2 separate regions of the Arachis hypogaea genome follow, and region 1 is linked to region 2. The links are chromatin contacts, called in public Hi-C maps. All regions are on one chromosome and are shown on one strand. The core of a region is the stretch at or near the end of the contact, and the rest is flanking DNA. Distances in the headings are between cores, read along the strand shown.

Region 1 (6,952 bases), core at 2,764-5,263, 460 kb after region 2:
TTAAGTGTGGAAAAGTTGGGTTTGGAAATATTTGGTTTGGGAATTGGGTATTGTATATTTTTGTGAAAATATGAAAAAGATAGTTGAGCACATATTCTACATTTAATACCTTAATCATATGCATGGATCTCTCATATATATGTTATATCCACCACATATGAAAAACAAACAAAAAGAAAAAAAGAAAAAAAAAGGAAAAAAATAATAATAAAAAGGGAACAAAATGTCCCAAAGTAAATGGTGGTAGCAATGCATATGTATTGTACTAAATTTGGGATGCATGAATATGTGAAAAAGACAGTTAATGGGTAGTTAGATTTCATATTTTGATTACATGAATTGTCTTAGGTTAGGTGGGAAGTGTAGGTTAATCAAGGATTCGAATTTTAGTCTATTTAACCAAATACATTCCTACCTTGATCCTAACCTCATTACAACCCTTAAAAGACCTCTTGATATGTGTATTCGTACATTAAATTTTTGTTGATTGGTAGAAGAAGAGCAAGCCTTAGAAAACAAGATTAGTAGAGAATTGAGAGAATCAACCCTTAAACACTTGAGTGATTAGAGTGTATACACTTTCAGTGAGGGTTCGATGCTCAATCCGTGTTCCCGGCTTTCATGAGCCTTCTTTTTGCAAGTTTACTTGTACTTCATTTTGAGATTTGAATTAGTGAAATTCAGTTCATATTTGTTCTTGGAAGATTGATCTACTTTTAACTAAGTAGGTAGAAGCATTTAGCATTTAGTTGCATTTATATAGATATGTTGCATTTCATAAATCCTACCATTCCTCTTCACCTTCTTTATAGCTTCTCTTGAGCTTAGAATGAGGATATGCTAATGTTTAAGTGTGGGGAGATTGATAAACCACTCTTTTACGGTTTATTTTGTATTGAATTGAGTGGATTTTATCAACTATTCTTACACTTATTCATGCAAATTGCATGTTTTTAAGTTTTCTTCCTAATTTTGTGCTATGATTGAAAACATGCTTACTAAGCCTTAAAATCGCTAATTTTTAATCCTCTTTTATTATCATTCGATGCTGTGATTCGTGTATTAAGTGTTTTCAGGGTTTATAGGGCAGGAATGGCTGAGAGGATGAAAAGAAAACATGCAAAAGTGGAAGGAACACAAGAAATTAAAGTTTTGAGGAGCTGCTATCTACGCGCATGCATGGCTGCCGCGTACGCGTGACCGAGCCATAACCAAATGCCGCGCACGCGTGGCTGACGCCTACACGTGGCTAGTGCAAAGTCCAGCGTCGTGTACGCGTGCTGAGCGTCACGTGCTGCAATTAACAGAAAACGTTGGTGGCGATTTTTGGGCTGCTTTTGGCCCAATTTCAAGCCCGAAAATGAAGATTAGAGGCTGCAGAGTGGGACGAATCAACGATTCACAATTCAATTTTCATTCATTCACACTTTAGTTTTTAGATGTAGGTTTCTAGAGAGAGAGGCTCTCTCCTCTCTCTAGGTTTTAGGGTTTTTAGTCTTATTTCTTCTTAGCTTCAGAATTTTATCTTGCTTTAATTTAGTTTTCTTCTACCTTTTATTGTTCTAGTATCTTAGTTTATCTTCTTTTGTTGATTTCTTTATTTTCCCAATTTAGTTTATGAATTCTTCTTGTTAGATTCAATTTCCTTTTAATGCAATTTGAAGTATTTCATGTTTATTGCTTCTTTCTTTAATTGTTGGTTATTGATTCCTTGCATGTGTTAGTCTTATATTTTACCATCTCTTATTAATTTTCTATGCTTTTATTTTGTTCCTTCCAAATGTTTGATAAAATGCTTGGTTGGATTTTAAAATAGATTTTTATGTTCTTGACTTGGATTGATTAATTAGAGACTCTTGAGTTATCAAAATTCTTTTGTTAATTGGTGATTGAAAGTTGCTAGTTGGCTTGAGCCTCACTAAATCTAGTCTTTGATTAGAACTTGTGAACTTAAGTCGATTTTACTCGATTGACTTTCCTTCATTTGTTAGAGGATAACTAAGTGAAAGCAATTTACATTAACCATCACAATTGACGATGATAATGAGGATAGGACTTCTAATTCTCTTTCTTTGCTAAGAGCTTTCTTAGTTATTAGTTTATTTTCTTGCCATTTTATTTTCTTGTTTCTTATTACAAAACCCAAAAGTATACTTTTTCATAGCCAATAATAAACTACACTTTCCTGCAATTCCTTTGAGAGACGACCCAATGTTTAAATACTTCGATTAATTTTATTGGGTTTGCTTAAGTGACAAATAATTTAAACGTTGACCGAGTATAATTTGTTGGTATAGAACTATACTTGCAATGCGATATTTTTATGAAATTCTTTACCGACAATTTTCTTCCGTCATTTATAGCTTTCTGATAAGTTTAGTTTCAATTTTAAATGGTTTGTAACAATTTAGCTTGTTGTAATTTTTTTAATTTGAAAATTCAGTTTTGTGGGGATTTTAAATCGCTACAAAAATTTCAAAAAAATTATCAAAAAAATTCAACTCAGTCTCCACAAAGCAGATAAAGAACTGCCATAAAATTATGTCCTGGGAGTTCTACCAAACTGCCACAAATAAGCTTGTGGTACGTTAAATATTGGAGGTTTGGAAACTCCCACTAACCTTTTGGTGGACGTTTCAAACCCCCATAAACAAAAAAAAAAAACGTCACAAATCAAATTGAACCTTGTAGTGAGTCATTGTTAGCTGTGCATGAGTAAATCGAATAAACAAGAATACCATCTAATTAAGAATAATCAACATATATAATTATCTACATACCTATTAAATTAAACATCTAATATATTTATTATTCACATTGTTTAATATTCTCGTTGTTTCTTATACTTTTTCAAAAAAAAACTAATAATAACAACCTTTTTCAAAGCTAAGGTAGCATTTTCTCTTTTTTATTGAAACGAATCTTGTTATATAATGCTCTTAATTAGTATACAGTGGTTACAACTTTTAATATAATTCTTTTTATACAAAATTAAATAATTAAACCTTTTAATATTTTTGTAATTTATTTCTTAAAAAATTAAATTCAATTATTTTAGTATCTCAAATTTAATTATTCTAATAACTAATTACTTTGTTAAAAAAATTATGAAATAACATATATAAAATATAAATAAATACATAATAATTGATAAAATATTAATTTTTGTATTCATTGTGCATTTTTTGCGTATTTTATCACAAAATATAAAAAATATTGAGTACTTCGTATTCATATACAGTGACAAACACTTATCCTAAAATTAAAATATAATTTAATGTTATAGTGTAACTATTCGGAAGAGATTTTTTTGTGGGAAGGGGGTTTCTAGAAGTCTTGAGTGTATATAATTCCAAAACATGAGTCACATTAGTAGGAAGTTGCTTTGTAATTGCCCCATACATACCGTATAATTCACTCGCCCCATATACTGAAAATCACATCCTTAATTTCAAATATATAAATTAAAGGATAGCGATTGGCATAAGAGGTGATGATGATTCGTGAATGCCTATTGTCTAAATTCAAGCGACCACAAACTTCAAATAGGCATAATCCAATTCCATCAAGGTTTAGTTAATATATGTTTTAATTAAAGATATATGATAAATTTATTATTAATAAAAAATTTTAAATATTTTATTTAATAAATATAAATAAATATATTAAAAATTTAATTTTTTTTATAATTTTTTTTATTTTATAATTTTAATATATACTCTAAAATCACATAATAAATAAATTCTTCCATCACAATCACCAATGCATGTCCTTTAGTAAAAGGTCTTTATTGGTAAACCGCGTATTTAGTATTCATGAGTCATGACATTTGGTTTTAAATTGGAATTTGCGTTGCAATAATTAACAACATTAACATCATTGTCCACGCGGTTTTACTTTGTGTACCTATCCATCAACATAATTCAATAGGTTAGGTCCCCATATGTAGAATTATAGAAAGATGCACATATATAAATGTTCCATACGCATACAGTACGGATAGGACACGGTTATTTAACCTCTTTCCCTTTGTCGTTACCATAAACAGAATGCAAGATACAACTAAGAGTAGTATTCACGTATCATACATCTCAAATTATGGTTGTAGAAATACTAATTGTTAAATAGGAGTATTTTTATTTTAAGAAATAAATAAATTGTTAATGATATTTATTCATTTAATAATTATATAAGATATTCTTTTAATCGTAATAATTGTTATATATAAGGCTGACTTTGAACTTAATTATTTATTTAAATATTTTATTAAATAGATTAATGAAAAGAAAGAAAAAAGTGCACGTAAGGCATGTTTTACGTTCACACTAGTAGAAAACTTTAAAGAACACATTAAAAACTAATAAAAAAAAATCAAAACGTTATTAATATATTATTTTCTTTCTGTTAATTTGTTATGTGCTGTAGCCTCATTTGATGTTATCATATGTGACGGCTATTTTTTTTATTTTTCTAAATATTAATTTATTTAATTTATTAAACTAAAATATAAAAATTATTACATACCATATAATAAGCTATATTTATTTTTCATTGTTTTGTTAGAGTGAAAAGTTAAAAAAAAAAAGTTCAAAAAGATAGATATAGCACTCATTGAATTTTTTTTTCCTCCAATATTAGATGAAAAATAAAAAAAAAATACCACTTTATCATATTCTAATATTATTCAGTTATTTTTAACTATATATATATATATATATATATATATATAGAATAAAATTATCTTTTTATAATATTATATATTTTTTTAATTTTTTTATCTAAACATAAAAATTTACTCAACTTCTTTTTTTTTTTTTTCCTTTTTCTTTATTTCTTTTGTTTTCATTTATTTTTTTTAACCAAACAAAACTTTATAAAAAATTTAAAACTATTAAAATAGACTAAATCCATCATGCCAGCCTATTTATTTGGTTTAAACAACATACTTTTACTCTAAAATTAGATCTAACGAGTAATTCTTTTTTTATATTTAAAAAAACAGTATTTTTTAAATATTTTTCTTGATTCCATCCAAAGACTTGACTCGCACTAATAATAATGTTTTTTTTTTTGTCCAAAACTAACTTTTTTTTAGAAAAATTTGAACCCAAAATTGAATTTGTCGAAACTTTTTCTTAAACAAAAATTTAATAGGTTATCTCATATATTTCGTGAGGTTGACTATAAACAGTCCAAGTCTAAAAACTAACACTCTTCAACAAATAAAAAATAAACAAGTTAACCCCTATAATTCACAAATTTAAGTGGGCCAAATTTAATTAGGCTGAACTAGACCATTTAATGGGCTTACAATAATGTAAAAACAATAATAATGTAGGATTAAGAATTGAGCATAAAAAATATAGCTCGAAAGTATCGTCATATTTGTATTCTAATGTAGCTATTTTAGAATCAAGGAATATGATTTAAAAGTATCATTTTAAAAATTCACAAAATTATTTTTGTCAAAATAATATTATTTTTTATAGTTATGCTATATATTATTTAACCAAAATTTATTTTTCTTGCATTATGTGTGAAAAGTAATTAATTACTTCGATGAGTAATATATATGATATGAATTTACCTAAATGATTTATTACTTTTATTTTAACTACATATTTAATCAAGGATACATGTTATGTCTTTGCAATTTCAAAAATAGAAAAAAAATACTAATATATAAATTAAAAAATATTTTGTTATGGGTTTTGATATTCAGAAATCATAACTCACAAGATAGATGCGTACATGTATATATGATGTATATACGATGGAGAGAGATTAATATAACTTGTCGAAACTAGAAAAATAAAATAGTGATGTGGCAAAATAATTGATCGAACAAATATATATATCACCATCAGTATACAAATATTGTGTCGATATGTGTAATAATGTGTTTCCACGAATATCTTTTTTTTTTTTTGTTCCTACGGTATCCCCCAACCCGACAGGTCAAAGACTAATTCGTTGTGGTACTGAGCTCCATTTAAAAATTTGTTATTGGCCAATAGATTGCTGCATGCACAAGGTGGGATTCGAACCCCAACACTACTCTCTCGTGCCATCATATTCCTTACATACAAAAAGAAAAACATATTTCATATTCATTATGATACAAAAAAAAGCGAGCTAGCCAGGTTGGATAAAAATCAAGCATGGCGGCTTGACCAGTCACAACTTGGTCTTTTTTTTTTTGTCAGGTAGATTGGACAACCCCCAATTTTAGGTACCTCAAATGAATTGGACAACTCCCAATCCTAGGTACAACACATACACCCACACGCTCCTCACATACTTACCATTTTTTCTTCCTCGATTGTCATTGGTAGGAGTTGAGTCCGAGACCTTTGAGATGGGGAGGAGGCAGAATGCTGTGTGAGTTAAGGCTCATTGGCACAACTTGGTCTAAAGCATTTGATGGTCTTGAAGAACAATAATGTGTTTTATTTAGCATACACTTACAAGATATTTACAAGTTTTTTTTTTATTAATTTCGGGGTTAAAGCCCAAATAAAGGAAAAACTAACCAAAAATTATTTTAGAGTGAACCGTTCCTACAACATCAGTAAAAAAATGAAAGAAAATACAAGATGATAAAGAAAAAAAATGACAACCATAACTTAAACTATAATCAAATGATGCCAATTTATCAGCATATGATTTAGCTTCTTTGAATTTATGATGAAGACTCCAGCTCCTGTTGCACCTAATTTTTATCACTGACACAAGAGTTCCTACCGAATGTAAGTTTCCCGAGTCTTGAGAACACAACCGCACCGCTACCGCTGAATCAACCTCAATCTCAACATGGGAGTGTCCCAAATATGCTAATGATTAAATCAAAGTTGAAGAGTATGTCCCAAAACTCTGCCGCTGTCATAGTGTAAGCACCCAAATTCGCATTATAACAAGCAATAAACTTACCGTTGCCATCTTTAAGGATATC
Region 2 (6,837 bases), core at 2,029-4,528:
TCTCAGTTGGGGTTTGGAAAAGCTTCCTTAGCTTACGATAATATTCTGCCTCCTCTGCAATTAGCCAAATTTAGTTCCTTCGCATCTTAAATATCATTTAACCTCAAAGCAGTAGTTCTACACTTCTACTCTTTAAGAAAATTAGGGGAGAGAGAGACAGAGAAAAAAAAAAGAGAATATGTAAATGAAATACAGTAAGAAATTTATATTATTGGGAAACAAATTATAAATATTAAGAAAAATATAAAGATATATATGCAAGTATATTTTTCTTCTTGGTACACAAGTAGTCAAAGTTTAAGAGAAAAGATACTCTCTTCTCCTGCTGTTTAAATGACATTCTCTTTTTTTCCATTTTTAAAATATATATTTTTCTGCAATAATTAAATAACATACACTTTAATTTAATCCATTTGATTAAATATTTTTTAATAATTATTAATATATATTTAATTTAAATTTTTTATATATTTTATGATTAATGATAAATAATTAAAAATAAATAAAACTTATTATTTTAATAATAAATATATTATTATTATTATTATTATTATTATTATTACTACGTAATATAAAATATTTAGTCTAAAATTTTTATATATTTCATGATTAATGATAAAAATTAAAAATAAATAAATATATTATAATAATAAATGTTTTTTATTTTATATTTTTACTACTATAATAATATTAATAATAATATAAAATATATATATTCCTATTAATGTAGTAAATTTTAATTATTTTTAAAATTTTTTATTAATCATAAAATATATAAAAATAAATAAATAAAAACTATAATAATAATAATAATAATAAGTATATATTTTATATATTTTTTGAAATAATCAAATAATTATCACTAATTTATATATAAAAATAATTATTAAAAAATATTTTAATCAAATAGATAAGAATGTATGTATTTAATTCTTAGAAAAAAAGACACTATATATATATTTTTTAAATAGAAAAAAGGAGAATGTGATTTAGACAAAAAAAAAATTCATTTCTCAAAATAATAATACCTAGCATTTTTGTGTCGATCAAACTCGAGAATTAACACGTCCTATTCGATCATTTATTAAATAGTAGTGAAAAAATCATGTTAGCTAAGGAGGAATTAAAGTGTGTCCATGAGTTCTTCACTAAAATTTAATAGTAACTTTATTACTTATTATTGCATTTCACCGGTTTCGATGAATAATAATAACTCTCCGTTTGTAACACATCCATATATATAGAGTATGTACTAGGATCATTATTAACTAGTGACTAGTCTAGTAGTATTCTGTTACTACTGACCAATTTGGTGTCTGCAGAGCGCGATGTGCTTCCTCAGTTTGCTGAGTACCACGTTGATCTTTTGACCGTAATGGTATAATTCCTGTTTCTCCTCCCTGAAATCAACCAACAATTTTGTTGCTGTTGATGACAAAATATGTGTAACCAGTAATTAGTGGAAGAATTTAACTTACGAATCAGTTGTGAGACATTCAATCTGAGTGACAATAGTAACAAGAGTGATGATACACCAATACACATCAATTGGGATATGCTCCCTAGCAGGAAGCAAAGCAGGCACATCTTTAGTGTCATAAGAAGAGAGCTTCTCCAACTCAACTATCAACTCAATCACTTGCAATGTCGCTTTCACCAGATTGTTGACCTCAGTGATGGCTTCACGGTGCTTCTGCAAATTCGCAGGCCGTATGAGCAGTGGAACTCTCTTCATCACTGCCACTGATTTCGCCAAAACATCTGTTTGTAGATGCTGAGATAGCAGCCAGAAATCACCATATTCAACTGCCAAAGCAGCAAGTGTGAGCACTGCTTTCGCATCCCATTCGTAGTGTGAGAGCTTATGGAGAATGGCCACTGCAGTTTCGTGAGCAGTTTCCTCACCGGCAGCCTTGCAACACATCTGCCACGTCATAATAATATTACTAGAGACATATAACTATTCATGTAATTGCTTTTGCAAGTTTAAAAAAAGAAAATATATCCAAAAAATTTATGTTAATTCAAAAGAGATCTTGTGTGAAATAAAATATTATAGATATAACTATAAATTTTGTAGAAAAATAGTTTTATGATATATATAAATATAAATAAGAGTAAGTGACTTAGTTGATTCAACATCCAATTAAAGAAAAAAAAAAGTGAATTATTACCTCAAATGAAATTTGCTTGAGTGTGCAATAAGGTGAATTGAAATTGGGTTGGAGAATCTTTTCATCAATCTCCTCCATGCTTGATTTGGAACCCTGCCAGAGGATTTATCACAAGTGGATATACATATATTATATATAGGACAATCAAAGAACGTAGCATAAAATAAACGGAAACATTGGGAAATAGATAATGAAATCTAATTAGAAAGAAGAAAATATAATGAACCTGCACAAGGTCGTCCAAAATGGAGGTTGAACGGATAAGGGTATTGTGGACAAGAGTGAAGAGAGGATCGACCTCAAACTTAGTGTCACTATGAACATGAGTTGAGTAGATTAATTCCAAGATGTGCTCGTCCGACATGGCTAATGGATTATGCTCCTTCTCCTCTTTGTGATTGTGATGATGGAGTAGAGACTTCAGTGACAGCTTATGATGATGATGAGCCATTATGGTCCTCCTTAGCTTGATTGATTTCTTGCTGCACCCTGCTTATACTTGATGATTGTACTCCCTTATTAGCTTATTTATAGCATGAAAGATATGCTTGAGCAAGGTAACAAAGTTTTAGAAATATATTTTTATTTCATTTATTAATTAGTAAAATGATATGATTAATTCATTCAAACATTCTTGATTGATTTTTTTTCTTTATCTTTAATTCAAAGTCATTTGTTAAAAACTTTACTTTTGGCCTTTGGAAAAGAAATTCTGTGGATCAACTTAGGAGAAAAATCTTCAATCAATTACTTAAGTAAATATTTACAATAATAAGTATAATTCAATTTTCATAAAAAAAATTCACAGACATTCAATTGTGTATTGAATATGCCGGAAACTCATGTGCAATCGATTTTACGTAAAATTGGTAACTGAGAGCGGTTAAATGATTTTATTAATTTGACTAAATTTTCATTTAACGGTTCTCAACTATCAACTTCACGTAAAGTCGACTGCACCTGAGTTTCGACCATTGAATATTGATGCATGCAAAATTTTAGATAGCCAATACTTTTTTTCTATTTTTGTTTTACATTTGAATTAATTCTAGCTAATTCTCTTCTTTATAACTAGAAGTGTAGATTCTTAATATTTTCAGATAATGAGTTTAAATGTTGTTAATATTATATATTTATGGTAAACTTCAACTCTGAGACTTGATCTCAACAACAATAACATTCAATAAAAATAAATAAATGTATGAAACTGCCCCAATACGAAGCACATAAGAAACGTATAACAAGAAGTTTAATGGAATTCTGAAGTCATTGATGACCAAGCATTAGTAAAAAACATAGGCTTTGCAAATTGCAATTATCTTATTTTATTTATATATTGTTTTCCTATTTTCTGAGGGGCATAAACCAGGAATTTGTTGGGGGTAGGTTTCAAGTGGGTTGCGATGAAATTTTTAGGAAATTATGATTATCAGTGATTATATAGGCTGTCATTGCTAGTTTATGTGTTTGGCTTAGTTTCCTTTTTCTTGTCTTTTGTGGTCTCTTAACGTATGTTCTTGTGTCATTACTCGTGTGTTTGAAAATTTTAGACCATTTTAAATGGTACTATGCTGAAGATTCAAGAACGAGGATTTTGAATGAAGGCTCTAGCAGCCTTACTTTTTGATGAAATCATTAACGCCAATGTATTAGGTAGCAGAGGAATGGAATAATACTCTTGGAAAGATCTGAATGATAATATAAGTTGCATGCATCAGAAAACGGAAAATACTTAACTAATAAGTGGACAGATTATAATCTCTTACACTATATATTTACTCTTAATTACTACGTATATATGAAGTCACAAATCTATACTTGACACATTAATAAACAATGTCACAAATCACAACGCCTATTTATAGACTATATAAATCGGTGAAGTTACCTACTTCCATCCCCTGGTTTACAAATTACAATGTCTTGTGGAGTAGTCCTAGCTTATGTCCTTGGCTTTATGTGCCTAGCTTGTACCTTCTAGCTTATGTTGCATCTAAGACCTCCACATAATAAATATATATTTACACTTGCTCCACTACCACCGTAAATAAATAAACAAAAGTTGGTGGAATCTTCATGCATGTGCAAAGGAAATTTTATTAGTTACTGTCTTGTGACTCTTCATGGGTTCATTATTTATGAATCCTTTTTCCAGAGCCTCCTTAAGCTGGTTCCAGCAGCGGAGGCGAGACCAAGCAATCTTTTCTTTCTGAAACACAATAATTTTATGAAATTAAAAAAAAGCTATGACACAAAAGTAAATGAAGTACTGTTTCTGATTAGGATCTTGATTTGTAGACACACATCTCATAACAGTATAATTAATAATATGAAAAAAACAAGGTAATATCTACTTTATGTAATAGAAAACGTTTTCAAGTATTCTACAGTTTTAGGTATTATGATTGAGATTAATGACTAAAAATACTAGAATATTTAAAATTATCATACGCTTGAAATACTTCCTATGTAATATATAATGTGTATTGAAAAGAATTTATCATAAAAACTTTTATTCATAAAAACAAATTTATTATTTTCAAGACTTAAAATATAAATTCTAATACACATTTATTAAACAAAAGGCTGAATTAACAGCAAATAAGTACCTATTAAGATATAGTATAAAGATATTTGCAACTTTAGTGTAGTAAGATAAAGATCAACCTTAATTCAATTCAGTTCCAACACTCAAGATAAGCAGCAACGTACAGAATACATGAAAAAACACACAATTGCTCTTATTTTAATGGACACACTAGGAACAATTTCCCTCAGAGTTGCATCTCATAATTAACAAAATGAAAGTTTCTAATGTGCATCATTACTACTGATAACAACATTATTATTGTCATTGTGGCAGCACTTATAAGTTATGAAAATGTCCATAATCCTGGGACAATCAGGGCATTTTATGGCCTCAGGTAACTTGCCAGCAATGTTTTGAATCTCAAACTGTGCGCACCTGTGAGTGGAGCGCACAATCCTCTCATGATACTCTCTGAATGAAGTCTCAAACCCCTTCTTCCTCACAACCTCTTTCCACTTCTCAAACTCCGTCACAGTCTTCAGGATTGTGCTTCCGTGGCCGCTCGCCACCACCGACGACCCTTTGCTGAGCAGGGCCCATCCGCTCTCGTACTTGTAACACAGCATTCTCTGCACTTCTTGTTTCGCACTATCAACTGCCTTATGAGCCTTCGTCACAAACAAGCTCTCTATACGGTTCCAGAAGCGGCTGAACAGGTTCTTGTCTTCCTTTTCCACACAGAAGAGTTCTATGGAAATTCTTAAGTCCTTTATGACAGGATCATTTGCAAGCGCTGCAGCAGTCTTGCTGAATTGTTGGATCCATTCTTTGTCTTTGCCTCCATAGAAGAATATGTATTTCTGCTCTCTTATCTGTTGATTCATTCACAGAGTGATTAGCAATACATTATTACCAATATTGATTTCATGGCAAATCTTAGAGAAAACAGAAAATTAGTCCTAACTCCTAAGGTAGTGACTCCTATATTATTCTCTTTTTGTTTCTTTTTATATATTATCTTTAAACTAGAAAGAGGCGAATGCTAATGCAGTAATGCACTCCCAGAAAAATAAGGAATATAGAAAGTATCTAAGTCACTGAAATAAAATATATTAAAAAGAGAATTAAGATTTGTTTAACTGACAAAAAATAAAACACTTCTTACTTGGGAAAAAACGTTGAAAAATAAACTTAGGAAGGATAATATAGTAGGTTGTTGATATTTATACTATAAAAATTATCAATGCTATTATTGTGACCAATATATAAATATATGCTTACCCAAGTGTCAATGTTGGAGTGAATATCACCAACCACAGGACCAACCCAATGAATTTCATTGTGAATTCTCTCCTCTTCCACAGAGGTAAAGGGAAAGGCCTTCATTCCATAAGCCTGAATCAAATGGAATGCATTTGTATGCTGAACCTTGCCTTGAGGGTTCAAAACCACAACCATGGGACTCTTCTTGAAGTGCCATTCCTCCTTGATGTACTTGTAGCCTGCTATGCTTCCCAAGTGTTGAACCACATACCATTGCATCTTAGCCTTCAGAACCTCGAATTTCTTTCGAAGATTCTCGGTCCATTCTTCAACTATTGGAACCCAAACAATCTTATATTGTTCATCTGTCTTGATGGATTCATGAACTGCTCTGAGTACTGAAATCTCTTCCTCTGTGATGTCTAGAGTTGAAATGAAAAGGTATACATGCTTCCTTTTTAACACTTCAATGTCAATCTATCATGGGAAGTGAAAAACAAAAACAAAAAAAGAAAATCATCGACTTGCAAACTGTTCTCTCGTTAATGGGCTGGGCTTGAGCCCAACTTTAATATATATTTTCGTATAAAAAAAGCCCTAGTAAAAATTAGAAAAGTATTATATGTATCACTGTGTGTATATTTTGTTTGTGTATTTTTTACTTTTGATAATAAAATTAGTAATTGATAAAAAATGAAAAAAATTAAAAAATTTATTTTAATTATCATTTCTGTAAAAGCTAATATTCTTGTTTTAATTAATTTTTTTATGACGATATCAACTAATATACGTTTATTTGTGCTTTTATCACTACGCTTATTTTAGTAAGAAAAGGTATATACAAACCGTTGTTTTAGTAGCACAATCGAA

Evidence for each region. A called contact is a pair of places that touch in the nucleus more often than the background predicts.
Region 1: a Hi-C map of leaf shows a contact between it and region 2, with 4 times the contacts expected there. The contact joins the enhancer-like site here to the promoter of LOC112779436 in region 2. A contact is called at or near these places in 2 of 8 Hi-C or Micro-C datasets (both in leaf).

The regions. Positions count from the first base shown.
Region 1 is chr19:127,365,213-127,372,164 of arahy.Tifrunner.gnm2.J5K5, forward strand. No RefSeq gene overlaps it. Among protein-coding and RNA genes, the nearest start is that of LOC140182344, 14 kb to the left of the region's middle. Within about 2 kb of position 4,014, at least 2 of the 3 cell types and tissues checked have open chromatin away from gene starts, as enhancers often do.
Region 2 is chr19:126,907,305-126,914,141 of arahy.Tifrunner.gnm2.J5K5, forward strand. LOC112779436 (protein SIEVE ELEMENT OCCLUSION B) reads right to left here and starts at 3,279. Exons shown (of 7, transcript XM_025823702.2): 1 at 2,401-3,279; 2 at 2,175-2,267; 3 at 1,479-1,924; 4 at 1,306-1,400; 5 at 1-54. The coding sequence starts at 2,625. It overlaps LOC112778714 (protein SIEVE ELEMENT OCCLUSION B), which reads right to left. Exons shown (of 8, transcript XM_072228044.1): 5 at 6,814-6,837; 6 at 5,986-6,444; 7 at 5,140-5,576; 8 at 3,922-4,383. The coding sequence ends at 4,311.